Linked DNA regions of Mus musculus: region 1 is linked to region 2. Evidence: chromatin contacts called from public Hi-C data. All regions are on one chromosome and are shown on one strand. The core of a region is the stretch at or near the end of the contact, and the rest is flanking DNA. Distances in the headings are between cores, read along the strand shown.

Region 1 (2,765 bases), core at 215-2,714, 350 kb after region 2:
GCTTCTAACGTGTATTTATTTTCCCTTAAAACTATGTTTTAAGAATAATTAACATTCCATATGGTTTCACTTATTTTGATGCAGAAATCTCATTAAAAGTCTTTATGAGAGGACCCTGCTAGTAAACTCTGATATGGCTTTGTACTTCTTACCACACACCTCTGTTTTAGCTGCTACATTTTGCTGATGTTTTGATTACTCAGCGGAATATGCCAAGATCGTTATAGCTTTGGGGTTGAGAAACGTTACCTAACACAAACTGATGGTCATTTTTCAGTGAAAGAGCTCTGGTTGGGTTCGTTTATCTCAATGGAAACAAGGGGATACGTGTCACTTCCAGTCATTTGAGACTGTGATGTGTTGAGGATCAACTTCTTAAATGACTGAACTAAAGTAGATCTGAAAGGGATTATAAGAGACTTTTGTAATCGATGGACATCCGCATTTTCTGGAATTTGCTCAGTCATTTTAGGCTAACGAGCATTATTTCTGAAGTAGACTGCAGTGTATTTAGGCACAAAGAAATAATGAGAGATTGTCATGTGTGGTGGGCAGGTGGGGGGTGGATCCTAATAGAAACCTGTTTGTTTATAATCATTGTTTCAGAAGAGCGAAATGCAGCTACGTTTTCTCTCCCTGAACGGGTCTTCATGTGAACCTGTAATCGGGCTGTAAAAAAGCTGCAGTGTGTCAGACCTCCTCCTGTTTGGATGTTATTGACAATGACACTATTCCTTTCTGTTACAGCCACAACACTTTAAAAAAAAAAAAAAAAAAAAAGAACCGATACTGAATTGTCTATGGAAAATGTCAATCCGACTTGTTAAAAAAAAATACCCATAAGATAAAACCCCAGGAGAGTTCTAGAGGTGCTTGTATGCCATCTACTTTGTATATGCAAATGCACCTCTATCTACTTTGTATATGCAAAAGTACCTCCATCTAATTTGTATATGCAAATATGCCTCTGTCTAATTTGTATATGCAAATCCACCCCAACCTCACCCACACCCATACCCAGCTCCAAAGACAAGCCTGTAATCTCAGGGCAACCCAAAGCCATCCTAAAGCTCCTAGCTACTGAATAAGTCAAGCCAAGGCCATTCTCTTTGCTGTTGCCCATGGATGATCTTGTCCCCGTACAAGGTACGTTAAACTGTGCTGAAAAAATGGAAGCTGCCAGGAAATAGAGGGTTCAACCATCCACGTGAGATCTTCTGGTTCTAATGCTTTTAAAATTAACCTGTTATGGGAGGACATGACCTGTAATCCCAGGACCAAGGGGATTAAGATAGGACTATGGCATCTTCAAGACCAACCTCTAAGACATGGTGAGCTCCAGGCTAGTTGGGGCTTCTGGGCTAAGATCCCTATCTCAAAACAAAATCAAAGTTTCAAAATGGCATCTGGCTGTGCCTGGGGGCTGGCGGGAGTTAGTGAAACCCCAAGAGGATGCTAGTTTGACTCAACATGGAGACAAGAGTGACGCTGTACAGTAAATTTGAAAAACCATGACAGGGAGAGGACTGTGACACTTTGGTGAATTTTTGGATAAATTAAAAATGACTACCACAAAACTGTGTACTTATCACGCTTTCTGCTATGTCCCCTGATTTCCCATGGACCTCCCTCTGCTGGTCAGGCACTGATGGGAGATTCTAATGGACTGTCATCTAATCTACATTTGACAACTAGGGAGGCTGAAGCCCAGAGGAGAGCCATGCACACAGTGAAGGAGGTAGAGCCAGTATGCAGCCACCCTTTGGTTTCTAGGAGAGGACAGGCAGTCTGCATTATCCTTTACCCTCAGAATATGATTGAACTCACCACATCCTCCTCCCATTCTTCTCACTAGATCTGTCTAAATGGAAAGGACTTACGTAGACTCTTTTGGTATCTCAGTGTCACCCCAGTGATAATTACTAGTTTGGGGGAACCCTCTTAACCTCCACTTTGGCGACACTGTCGATCTAATCTGATAAAACAGTTAGCAACCAGTTTCAGTTGCTCAGGGTACAAGAAGGATGGGGGTCGGGGTCAAGGGGTCAAGGTCAAGAGCTCCGTTCTCCTGGCTTCCTACAGATGTGCTTCATTCCAAAGCTGCAGTCTCCAGTCCCAGCCACAGCTGGACAGCTTGCAAACAAATGTAGCTGCCATAAGGAAGAACTGAAAGAGCCTTGCTCGGGAAGCAGTAGTAGCAGCAGCAGCAGCCGCCTCTCGAGCTCTGAGACATACTGGGAAGAATACATTAATAAAATGCCCGTGAGGTCCAAATTAAAACAAAGCCAATGTTAAAAGTAAGGACACTCTGCCTCTCTCCCTGCAAGGTCTGTAAGAGGAAAGGGGCCAGACAGACTCTCTACCTAGTCGGGTTTCTGGGAGTCTTCAGAGAAGGGGGGAAGTATGTGAGCCCAGGCAAGGGGGATACAAGTGAGCCTCTGGCTCTTCAAGCTTCCAATCCTTACCGTAGGTCTTTCATTCACTGCTACTTACCCTGAATCATGTCTGTCTCCCAATTAAAGACAGCTGTTGAAGGCATAGATCTCTCATCAGAGCTTGCTAATGGGAATAATCAGACTTTCTTTCTTTTTTAATAAAAAGGTATTTAATTTATTCCTCTCTCTCTCTCTCTGTGTGTGTGTGTGTGTGTGTGTGTGTGTGTGTGTGTGTGACTGTGTGTCTGTGTGTGTCTGTATATTCTATACATGTATGGGTACCCATAAAGGCAGAAAGGATTAGCATGGAACCATCTCTCTGGTCCCTCT
Region 2 (3,143 bases), core at 466-2,965:
ACTGCATCTGAGTTTCTGGCATTGTCTTCTCCAGAAGCCTGGAGCTTACTCGCTACTTGTGTCTCATTAACCAGAGCTACCTGAAAAGGTGGCAGTCTGGGAAGATGGGTCTTTTTAGCAGGGCACTCTGCTATCCTAGGGAGGGGCAATATATGGGAATTTTTTATCAGTAACAAAGAAGAGAAGAGGGAGTCTGTGCATGTAATCCCTTTTCAAGTTAAGTTGGTTGTCCCATCGTCCCCCGATGGTGAACTCTCTGACCCAGCCACAAAGATACGTCGTTTCCATGTACTTTTGGGTTAGTGAAGTTTGCCAGACTTTAGGAGACAGAAGTAGGATATCATGCTCAGAATTTGTTGCGTTCTCAGTTCAAACGTCAGAAGGCGCAGTCTCCTGTTGTAAGAGTCATGCAACACGCATGGGTAGATGCTCCTCAAATTACAGGAGCAGGTGAAGCATAAGGAAATTACTCCAAGCAAGGCGGGGCGGGGAGGCTGGGTGTAGTCTGAGTGCACCTGAGAAATGTTGTGGCAGTATCTATCAAGGCTGCCCTATCTTGTGGTGAGCACGAGGAAGGCTCACTGTGGCCAGACTGTGGCTAAAGAGTTATAAAGAACAGATCAGGCAGGTGATGGTGGCCCACACCTTTAATTCCAGCGCTCGGGAGGCAGAGGCAGGTGGATTTCTGAGTTCCAGGCCAGCCTGGTCTACAGAGTGAGTTCTAGGACAGCCAGGACTACACAGAGAAACCCTGTCTTGAATAAAGAAAGAAACAAAGAAAGAAAAAGGAAACCACTCAATGAGGACTGAGGGAGATGCTCCGTGGGAAAAGTGCTTGCTGGGTGGACATGAAGACCCAAGCTTGGATTCCCAGCACCCACATTTTTAAAAAATGTGTCATTTCACCGCTAAGGAGGAAGATGCTGGGGCTTGCTGTCTAGCTAGTGTAGTCAAATGGCTAAGCTTTGGATTCAGTGAGAGACACTGTCCTTAAAAAGGAAGGTGAGAAATGACTGACTGAGGAAGACTCCCAACATTGACAGAAACATTGCAGGCCCAGCTTCACCACGAACCCAGACTTCATCATCTATGAGGAACCAGGAAGTACCAAACGTCATACACACTAGACACTGAACATAGGCAACTGAGAAAGAACATATAGTGTATTCATCGAATTACCCAAACCAGACAAGGGCAGTGGAGGGGCGGTGGCTGTTTCAACATCTGCCAAGGTCTCTCATGCAAAAGATGTCGCCATTGGAGGATGAAGCAAGCCATAGGGAATGGAATCCCTTGGTATAAGTGCTCGTGGTGAGAAAGACAGGTGAGCAAGACCCAGGTTGATGCAGGAACAGATAACCAATATAATGAGCGTCTCTCTGGGCAGCTCACCCCTTAAGTTTGAACATCCATGATAACCTAAACTGTCCTCACACTTAAAATTCACCGTTTGTAAAGTAACTGTAAACATCTCCTAGATTTCTCCCCGACTCAGTCAGCCTTGTGCACGACACTGGCGGCATCAGCTGCCTCAGTCAGCAGTTATGTCATTCCTTCTTTAATATGACTGAGTTTTACAGCCATTTATGACTTTCTTGGCAGCCTAATAGGAAACACACACACACACACACACACACACACACACACACACACACACGTTCCTACTGAAAAGGAAGGTAGTCTCTCTGCTTAAGGCCAGAAGGTGGCGCCACCGCCCCATGGCTGAAGTCAGTGCTGGCCACTAATCAGGAACATAGTCTCTCTCTCTCTCTCTCTCTCTCTCTCTCTCTCTCTCTCTCTCTCTCTCTCTCTCGCTCTCGCTCTCTCTCGCTCTCTCTCGCTCTCTCTCTCAGTCTCGCTCTCGCTCTCCCTCCCCTCCCTCCTTCTCCCTTTCCCCCCTTTCTCCCTCCCTCCCTCCTTCCCTCCCTCCCTCCCTCCCTCCCTCCCTCCCTCCCTCCCCAATCCTGCTTCTTCCACCACTAATAAATAAACATGTGTGAGGCTTGCATGGTACAGGTTGTATGGAGCCCTTAATTTGAAGAAGTAAAAGTGACATTTTTTTTTCTCTTCGAATGTACTGTGGCTTTGAGGAGATTTACAAAAATATCTGCACCTGGAACTTGTCTATATCGTCAATATCATCCTCCAAAAATGTATTGTATGAGCAGCATGCTGAAATTGCCCCAAATTCCTCACCACAACCATGATTTAAACACAGTAAAACAATCACCAAAGACTGTGTCATTTAAATACAAAGTGTGTTTGTGCTGTTGGGTACTGTCCACATAAATGTCTGCTAATAATAAGCTGGCCTGTGGAGCTAGATGAAAAAGATCTTCTCTTCAAAGCACTGATTCCTCTATAAAGCTCAGAGAATTGGCTTCATAGAGAATGTGTTTTCCTTAAAGGAAAGTCCCCTGTTTCCTTGGGGACATATCCGAGAGGGTTCTGTTCACTCTGTGACTTTGGGGAGGGGACCCATAGTGTCCAGCATCCTAAATACTTAAGGGGATCATTTTATCCTTCATCCAGGGAAGAATTTCTTTCCAGAGCAAAGAGTTCCCACCATGGCAGGAGGAACTGCAGATTCCCTATTAGCCTTTTGATCCCTCCCAGGCATGGCAGGGACCTGGGGTGAGGGCCATGGCATCTTGCTTCAGTTTGTCTTCTCGACATTTGAATTTAAGCCACTGTCTGGAAATGGAGACTGGGGCATTGCTTTCCATAGATGAGTTCCTGGCTCTCCCAGAGCTGGGTTTGACTTGTTGAGACACACTTTGCTGGCCAATGGAGCTTGCCCAGGGGTATTGGTCTGATGGTAGTTGTGGGCTCAAATTCTCCAAGGGATCAGACCAAGAATGTTGAACACTGACAGGAGAAAATAAGGCCTTAGGGATGATTCCAGACAATGGTAGGTTCGACTCTGAATGCATGAGTCATCCTCCAATATCCCCCAGGATCCCCCTTGTGCCCAGGATAGTTCTAGTGTTCGAAACTTTCCTTCCCACACCCAACCGTCTGCCTTGAGTTGACCTCCAGTAATAATGATCCTAAGTTAGATCTTCTGCTAGGTCCTTACTCCGCTTCAGACCCTGCAGAAGTTGCTCCGACAGCAGCCAGGAAACAGGCATTGCTAACAGCAG

The links. Hi-C and Micro-C count contacts between places; a contact is called where the count stands out from the background.
Region 1: a contact with region 2 is called in a Hi-C map of the CH12 cell line, with 3 times the contacts expected there. The contact joins two enhancer-like sites. A contact is called at or near these places in 9 of 484 Hi-C or Micro-C datasets (the CH12 cell line, adipose-derived mesenchymal stem cells, cortical neurons and 5 more), 1 of 115 datasets of contacts at active chromatin or transcription factors (embryonic stem cells) and 1 of 9 other capture datasets (embryonic tail).

The regions. Positions count from the first base shown.
Region 1 is chr17:44,610,792-44,613,556 of GRCm38.p6, forward strand. The region is part of intron 5 of Runx2 (runt related transcription factor 2); the gene reads right to left. Among named protein-coding and RNA genes, the nearest start is that of Runx2os3, 50 kb to the left of the region's middle. Within about 2 kb of position 1,465, at least 40 of the 459 cell types and tissues checked have an H3K27ac peak or open chromatin away from gene starts, as enhancers often do. A contact at or near this core is called in the CH12 cell line, where this site is marked.
Region 2 is chr17:44,260,291-44,263,433 of GRCm38.p6, forward strand. The region is part of intron 4 of Clic5 (chloride intracellular channel 5); the gene reads left to right. Among named protein-coding and RNA genes, the nearest start is that of Clic5, 73 kb to the left of the region's middle. Within about 2 kb of position 1,716, at least 9 of the 459 cell types and tissues checked have an H3K27ac peak or open chromatin away from gene starts, as enhancers often do. A contact at or near this core is called in the CH12 cell line, where this site is marked.